2 separate regions of the Capra hircus genome follow, and region 1 is linked to region 2. The links are chromatin contacts, called in public Hi-C maps. All regions are on one chromosome and are shown on one strand. Each heading gives the region's core, a stretch centred on a gene start, on an enhancer-like site or on the middle of the called end of the contact. The rest is flanking DNA. Distances are from core to core; before and after follow the strand shown.

Evidence for each region. A called contact is a pair of places that touch in the nucleus more often than the background predicts.
Region 1: a Hi-C map of blood shows a contact between it and region 2, with 5 times the contacts expected there. The contact joins the enhancer-like site here to the promoter of NOTCH1 in region 2. A contact is called at or near these places in 2 of 5 Hi-C or Micro-C datasets (both in blood).

Annotation. Positions count from the first base shown.
Region 1 is chr11:103,457,729-103,461,988 of ARS1.2, forward strand. No RefSeq gene overlaps it. Among named protein-coding and RNA genes, the nearest start is that of EGFL7, 34 kb to the right of the region's middle. Within about 2 kb of position 1,898, at least 2 of the 5 cell types and tissues checked have an H3K27ac peak or open chromatin away from gene starts, as enhancers often do.
Region 2 is chr11:103,393,063-103,397,265 of ARS1.2, forward strand. It overlaps NOTCH1 (neurogenic locus notch homolog protein 1), which reads right to left and starts at 2,660. Exons shown (of 35, transcript XM_018056124.1): 1 at 2,355-2,660; 2 at 512-593. The coding sequence starts at 2,415.

The DNA.
Region 1 (4,260 bases), core at 648-3,147, 64 kb after region 2:
CCCAGGGCTCCTGAGAAGAGCCTGTATCTCCCTTAGCCTTGAGGGGGTCACGATGGGCCTTTGTGGGGCCTGGCCAGGCCCTCGAGACATCTGAAGCCCAGGTGACTCCGGAGGCTCACTGGGGGCCCCAGGCCCACTGACGGCGCTGGGCAGTCCCTTCTCCCCCAGCCCATCCCCACCGAGGCAGCTCCGGGTGCCGAGGGCGGCACATGCCTGGGCAGGGCCCACTGCAGCTGGCGGCTCCAAGGACAGCCGCGCTGCCCCCCGCTGGCTCACACCCCCTTGGGAGTCAGGGTTCAGGGAGGCGCCCGCCCACATCCCCCTGGCTCTGGGCCCCCACTGTCTTCTTCCCTGCTTCTTTCCAGTGAACCAGGGACCCAGACACCAGGTTTCTATGAGCCAGAGGGCTCAAGGGCCCTCTGGGGTTTGGGGCTCCCCTATGCTCCCCCACATTGGGGAGCAGCAGCCTCTCAGGCCTCCACACCGGTCCCCAAGGGCCAGAATAGCTCGGATTTCGGCGACCCTGCTGAGAGGGATGCGCTCTGACAGCCCGCCTCTACAGACCCCCGCTGGCCACATGGCCCGACTGCCCTGCTGAACCTCCTGCTGGAGACAATCGTGGTCACCAGCTGCGTGCAGCTGCGCTCTGCTTTGGGGGGCAGAGTCGATGGGGTGGAGAGAGCTGCAGCAGGGGGTGCATGCTGGAGGGGACCGAGCTGGGCATGGCCTCCAGGCCAGTCTGGGAAGGGCCAGGGAAGCGGCCAGGGCTGGCCTGGCCTCCTCTTGGGCGCCAGGAGGGTGGACACCAGCTGGTACTCACACTCCCACCTGCCACACCTTCCTCCTCAGCTCAGCGTTTTCTCACGCTCGGAGCTGGCACAGCAGACCCTGCCATGCTGGGACTTGTCACCCCGATCCCAGGAAGGTGGGCGAGGCCTTCCTCTGGGCCTGGAGGCAGGGGCCACTGCAAGTCAAGACATGGCCTGGAGGGGGGGACGCCGGGTTGCAACACCGGCTGAGCAGCTGCGGGAGGCCCAGCCCACGCCTGGCACGTGTCCCAGCCCGTCTACCCACCTTGGCACCCACCCACCCCCACTGGGGGGGGAGGCGGAGAGCATGGGTGGGCAGCAGGAGGCAGGTTCCCACCCTTCTTCGAGTGGGACCCAGGCCCGGGGGCCAAGGCCCTGCCCCTCTCGTCCTGTTTCCCCCGCTTTGAGGCTGGGGATCCAGCTCATCCAAAGAAGTGAGCTGGGACACCTGTGTGCACGCATGGCGCTCAGCGCCTTGTCGGAGCCCGGGGCAAGGTCGGCGTGTGACCTCACTTTTCCCCTCTGCAGAGTAGGGTGACGGGACAGCTACCCCAGGGCCCCCGGGAGGCTCCAATAGGAGGTCCCCACTGTGGGATCTCGGGCCCTGCAGCGCCGAGGCTGTGCCTTTGGGGCAGCAGGTCAGAAGTTCCTAAGGGCCCCTGAAGCCGATGGGCTGGGGGGACAGAGGCATGGGGCCCCCGATTCCCAGACCTCGCTCAACCCTGGGACAAGATCTCGGGTCTCTCTGGCCAGAATTGGAGGGGCTCACTCTCTGGCTGAGAGTGGGGAGGAGGGTTCCCCTCGAGTCCCTTCAGGGCCTAATCCTCGGGTGCCAGGCCCTGACCCCTGAGCATATCCGTCTCACTTGAGGGCAGGCTGGCCCCCGGGTCTCCTCAGCCCACAGGTCCTGAAGCAGGCCTGTGGCTTGAAAGACAATAGGGTTCTCTGGGCACGAGCCGTGCGCGCTAGCAGGGACCCCGAGGAGGGCGGTGCCCAGGACTGCACGCGTCCCCGGCCTTTCCGATTCTCTGCAGCAGGGTGGGGGTGGGGAGTGGAGTGGGACATGGGACAGGCTGGAGGGGGCGACCTGGACAGACCCCTCCTCTCTTCTGTTGTCACATAGGGAACCCGAGGCCAGGGCGGGTGAGGCCCTTGGTTCACGAGTCACGCTGGGCCCTGGGAAGCGCCAGGCCTGCCTGGCCTTAGTCTGCAGGCCTCTCGCTGGGCAGGAAGGAGAGCCTGGGGTGCTGGGCTGTTAGGAAGGGCCCCCAGCAGATGAGCGCCTCCCGTGAGTCACGGGCTGCTGTCGGAGGCTGGGGAGGGTGAGAGTCCAGTCCCCCAGGAGGCAGCCCCTCGACACCCAGCCGCTCTCTGGCAATCTCCCGGGCAGGCATGGGAATGTGACTGGCGGGAACAGGGCCTCTTCCCCCGGGAATCAGCAGCTGGGTGCCAGCCAAGGCCAGTCTGATCCAAAGAGGAAGCAGAGTTCAACTGCTGGGGAGCAGACGAGCCCCTGGGGGCAGACGCGGCCGTGGAGATGGAGCCGTGGAGACGGAGCCGCGGCCCTGGCTGGCCGAGCCCCGGGCGCAGTCATACCCCGAGCCCCAAACCCCGAATCCAGCGGCAGACCAGCTTCTGACCCCAGTAACAAGTCTCAACCCCAGACCATGCCCTGACCCCAACCCAAACTCAGTCCTGACCCAGGTCGTAGACTGATCTCTGTTGCCGGGTATAGACTGGAGCCCTGACCCAGGCGCGGACTGACCCCTGATCCCAGGGAGACGGGCTTCTGACGCAGGCGTGACTGACCGGCTCCAAACAGACCAGCCTCACGTCTGCTGATCTCAAACCCCAGCTCTGCCCACCCCTTTGCATCCTCAGCTCCACACCGGGACCTCCCTGGGTTGCGTTAGCAGAGGCCAACCGCAAGGATGAGGAAGGGGACGATCCATTCTGCTGAAGATCGTGTTCCCTCCTGTCCTGCCTCCAAAGGGGTGCAGAGAAGCTACCGCGGAGGCGGGAGCGAGAGCTGAGTGCCGGCCTGGAGGCACCCGGGGGGCACAGGCGGGCTGGGAGGCCTGGTCAGCCTGGTGGGACCCATGTCGCCTCCACCACCTCGTCTTCCAGCCCTGGGAGGAGGGACACGCCCACCCCGCTTTGTGGACGAGGAACACGGCAACACAGGGTCAGCGATTCCCAAACGCAGGATCTGAGTCAGTCTGACCCACAGCTCAGTCCAGCCACTTGCTGGAGACTGACCTCAGCCTAACTCCGACAACAACTCCCTCCTGTGGGGCTGGGGGTACCTTCAAGGAGGTGGGGCAGCTTTGGGGTTGAGGGGTGGTGTGGGAGGAGATGCCGGGACCTCGGAGCTGGGGAGTCAGAGCCTGATCTGGGCCCCCCAGGGGGCAGGGGAGGAGGGCCAGCCTGGTCTCTTGGGCCCCTGCAGCCACCAACTCAGGCTCCCTGAGCCTCCCAGGGTCTGAGGCTGGGACTCTGAGCTTGGAGGAAAGGAAGCTGCGTGTATTCCGAGCTCTAATCTCAGCGCCTTATCGCCACCTGTTTGCCCATCGAGAGTTCAAACATGGGCTGGAGGTCACAGGGCCGTGGGGAGGGAATGCAGTATTTGCCCTGCTTCTCCAGGGGGTTGTAAATAGCACAGAGCTCCCCAGCATGGAGGGGTCTCCCGCGGGCACCACAAGCCAGGTGCTGTGCCTGCGGTGTTGACATTCTCCGGCTCTGAGCTTGGCTTCCGATAGCGACACACGAGGGTGTGGCAAGGGGACTCTTCTCATAGGAAAGCCCGAGAAACAGCTGGGCAGCCCCAACCCCCACCACCACCGAGGGACTCGGCCGCCCCCTCGCTGTCCCAGCCCACGCCTGTGATGTGGGAAAGTCCTCTTGGAGTAGAGGACTGGGAGCAGCACAGCCCCAAGTCGGGGGGGGGGCCGGGGGCCAGGCTCTTCCCGAAGGATAGTGCAGCCTGCTGGTGAAGGAACTTCCATGCGCTTGGGCAGGGTGCGACTTGGGAGCCCCAGTTTCCAGCTACTAAACGAAGTGCTTGTGGGTCCCACACCCAGTCTCCGGGCTGGGCCCCGTTGGGCCATCACTCCACCTCACCCAAAGGCTGGCACACACCCCCCACCCAGGCACTAGGCTGTGGGCCTAAGCGGCTGCTGGCTGGCCAGCGAACTCAGCAGGCTGGCACCCCTTCCCTTCCTGGCTGCTTCCAGGGAGGGCCCTTTTCCTTTCTGGTTTATTGGGGCTTAATCATCCTCATCACCCAGTTTACGGGGCCTCCAGTGGCTTCCAAGCCCTGGAGGAGGGCATGGCAACCCACTCCAGTACTCTTGCCTGGAGAATCCTGTGGACAGAGGAGCCTGGCGGGCTCCAGTCCATGAGGTCACAAAGAGTCAGATACGACTGAGCAACTTAGCACGCATACATGCAG
Region 2 (4,203 bases), core at 1,410-3,909:
AGGCCAGGGAAGGCAGAGGGTGGCAAAGGGTGGGTGTGCTTTTGAACTAGTCAGCTTCTCGCTGAGAGGCACCTCCTGTTCAGGAGGCGCTCACCTGCCTGGAGCAAGCATCACCTGCCCCCAGCAGAGGCACTCCCCTCAGCTGGCAGGGTGGGGAGGGCCTGGCCTCCCTGCAGACGCTCTGGAGCCTCCCTGCAGGTCTCAGGGACTTTGGGAAGAAATGGGGGAGCAGGGATGCCCACCTAGCACCCCAGGAGTCTGAGGTGGTCCTCAAAGGAGTGCTTGAACCCCCAGCGGCCAGGCTGGGCTCCACACGCAGCGTAATTGCTGGTGATTAAGTAATTGCCAGACTTTGTCCAATAAAACCAGCACGTGACCGCGCCCAGCCTTCTGGGCCATCTCCAGAAGACAATGGCCTAGTGTTCTGCCCCCGCTGGCCCGCTGCAGAAGGCAGGGGCTCCGCTCTGACAAAGCAACAGGTCCCTGCAGGGGCGCGGGGGCCCATACTCACATGCAGGCCTCGGTGCCGTTGGGGAACACTTCACACTTCCCGCCGTTCAAGCAGGTCTCACCGGGCTGGGAGCAGCGCAGGCCTGGGGAGGGGCAAGAGGAGAGGTCAGCCTGGCCAGCACCCCCAGGGGCACTGCCTACCCTTCACCTCCTGTCATGGGGTTACTGGGTGCAGGGGGCCCCCAGGAAGCCCTGCATGAACCCTAAGGGGGCTCAACATTCTGCCCACAGTTCTGGGATCAGAGATGGGACGGGGAGGAATAGACTGGCTGGGTGGCAGGTGGAGAGGTCATGCTCAAAGTAGGTAGAGGGGTGGGGAGGAGTGACCTGAAATGCATTGTAGACAGCAGGGAAGAAACGCTGGGATGACCCTGGGCCAGTCTCCCAAACTTCTCACCCCTCACCCCGGCTTCACCGGGGACCTTGGCTGGGCTGGGGCCCCTATCCAAGCACCAAGATTGTCTTGCTGTTCAAACAAGTTCTTCCAAGGGGTGGCGCTGGGGGGGGGTGGTGCTGGCCACACTCAGCTCCCCCGCTCGTGGGAAAATGCGACAGCTGCAAGGGCCGCTGCCCCGCCCGCCAACAAAGCGCCAGGCGGAGGAATCAGAGCAGCCCATTGTCGCGCCAGGGCCGCCTCCTGGGGCACCAGGACTGCACCCCAGGGACCTGGCCACGCCTCCACTGACACCCAACACCGGCTCCCCAGGGTGGGCATCTTCAGTGGCAGCCTCCCCTGCCACACACAGCCAGGGGCTGGGGGCGAGGGTGAAGATGCTCCATTTGGAAGGAATTTGACTTCATTCCCGGGAAGGGATCAATTAATCCACGCCCCCCCGCCCCCCCTTCTTACCAAGGCTATGTAAATTAAGCCCCCTCTGGGGGGGTGGGGACGGGGTGTGACATGGAACCCCATCTTCAGGAAGCAGGGAACTAGCTCTCCCTCCAACTTTTAGGGGAAGAGAAGCATTAATCACCATCCGATTCCTCGGAGCTCCTCTCCACGGGAAGCGGAGAGGAATGACCGCCCTGGCAACCCTTGCAAGGTTTCCAAACGTGAACTCCACAAAGCGAAAGTTCATCAGTAGCAGCGGAATCTTCTGCACACAAGACCCCCACCCCGCCCCAAACTGTGAGCCAGGATAGGGGTAGCGACCCGGTGTGGGGAGGGGACACCGCGGGCAGGGTGGCCAGGAGCCGGGGGACACCTGGGTCTGGGGCCCTCGCCCGGGTCCTGCGCGAACTCTTCTACTCCGAAGGGAGGCGGGGCTGGGCCGCCTGGCCCACCCTGCTCCCCTCTGCCCAACACGCTGGGCAGCCAGGTCCCGCAGTGCGGTTCAGTAAAGACGATCGCGGCACCCTGGACCCCAGGCTCCGCGCCCCAACATCCGCCCTCGGCGCGGGCAAGAGGCGAAGAAAAAAGATAAATGGCCCCAAAGCAACAGGAAACCAAAACCGACTCGATTCAAATCGAAAAGTAGTAGGCAGCTCGTCCGCCCGCCCCGGGAGCGAGCCCACGCGCGGCTGGTGAAAGGCGAGCCCAGAGCTAGGTCTCCCAGGCCCCCAGATGCCCACGCCCGGCTTCAAAGCCGACTTCAAACCCGGCGCCAAACTCGGTTCCAGGCGCGAGCACCGCCAAGTCCGTCCCGATCCGGCAAACGGAGCGGGGGAGGGTCAGTCCTTCTCCCCGAGCCCGGGACTCTGGCTCCTACCCCGCCCCGGGTCGCCCGGTCCCCCTCCCCACCCTGGCCGCCAGCTCCCAGGCACCCGGGGACTGGAGCCTAGGGCGCCGCCAAAAGTTTCCGAAGGCGCGGAAAGTTGCGGGCTCGCGGCGGGCAGTCGCCTACCTCGTGCGGCCAGCGCGGGCAGCAGCGCCAGGCAGAGCAGGGGCGCCAGGAGCGGCGGCATGCCTGCCCACCGGCTGCCCGCTGCGCCCGGGGGCGGCCTCCTGCGCCCGGCCGGCGGGGGCTCCGGCACACCCGAGCGCAGAGGGACTGTCCCAGGGGCGGTGACGGCCCGCTACTGCCCTCTCCTTCCGGCTGGAGAGCGTCCCTGGGCTCTCGCGGCCTCCCCGGCCCGGTTCCGCGCCCGCGATCGTTCCTACGCTGCGCCCGCGGCCCGCGCCCCGATCCCGGGGCCCGTGCGCTCCCTCCCGTGGCCGAGGCACTAGTGAGGCGCCCGGCCGCCGCGCGCTCCGCCCCCGCCCCGCCGGCCCCGCCCCCGGGGCCCGCCCCCGCCGATCCCTCCGCACCCCGCGCCCCCTTGCTGGCCGCGCCCCTCTGCTCTCCTCGACCAGCCGCGCGCCTCCTCAGGCTGGGGCGCGGGGTCCCGAGCCCGGGTCCTACGGGGGTGGGGGTCGCGGCCGTGCGGAGCGGGGTCGGGGCCCATGCCCTAAGGGACTACTTCTCGTTCGAAAGTTTTCGGAGACCCAAAGTTTGCTCCGGGGTTGCGGAAGGATCCGGCTGTGGGCTCCCGCCGCGCTCGGCGACAATTGGCAAAGATTTACATCTCAATAGCGGAGGAGGCGCAGGCGGAGCGAGGAAAGGGGCGCCTTTGACAGGCCTGTCCCCGAGAGGAGCTGGGCTGGGCAGGCGAGTGTGGGGGTCCCTGGGGCAGAGGCTCTGGGAGAAGTCGCTCCATCGGCAGCCCTGCGTTACCCCTGGCCTGGGGCCCTAATCCTAGGAGCCCCCCTGGTAGCAACTTAAAACCTCTGAAAGTTCCAGCCTAGACCTGCCCCCACCTCCGTGGCTGTGAAGACTGGGCCATTTGACCCTGAAAGATGGTGGTGCCGCGGCTGCAGCCTCTACCAAAGGGACCCTGGGTACCCCCAAGGAAATAGCCTGGGGCCAGCGCCCGGCCAGAAAGATTAAGCACCAGCTCCCCCAGGAGGGACCGCCTCCGGACGCTCCTTGGTCACCGTCCTACCCCTTCTTCCGCGCCTCCAGCCTAAGGTGGCCCGCGAAGCACGCTGTGGGTCCGGCAGCCCTGGACCCTCCCCCGTGCTCCTTCCGGGTGACTTATTTCTGCACCATAACGCCAGATTTGGGCATCCTGTGCCAGCCCAGGTTAAGTGCTGGGCGTCCAAAATGCCTGCCATTGTCCCTGCTAAGCTGGTTTACAGCCTCGCACTGGGTACAGAACAGCACCCCCTCTCAACACAGGGCAGTAAGCCAGCGTGCGGTTCCCTGTCAGGAGAACCCTCAGGACTGTAGAAATCCCAGAGGCTGGCTGAGAAGCCGCCCTTGCCAGGGAGGCCCAGAGAGGTGGGCAGAGTGGGGTTTGCCTGCTGATGGGCAGGTTGCACCAGCCCAACCTCCTTGGTACACCTGTTGCAGGGCACCTGGGGGCAGCTGGGATGCAGTTGTGAGCACCAGGAGGAACAGCTTGTCCAGCTGCTTCTGGAGCCTCCCTGGCCTGCCTCCTCCAGGAGGCTGACGGCATGGCACTTCTCAGAGCCTGGGGTAACTTCTCTCGGGGTCAGTGCCCGGGAGAGGAGGCGCCTGGAGGCAGCAGAGATGTTTATATAACAGCAGCCAGGAGGCCTGGAGGAGCAGATTTTCCGTAGCAGGAAGAGGGGTGGGCTGCGAAGTCCCTCCCCTGCCCACCCCTCAACAACCAGACCGCAGTCTCAGGGCTCTGCACACCGCAGCCTCTCCTCTCCCAGGGATGGACAGAGGAGGGCTTCAGGGCCGGCAC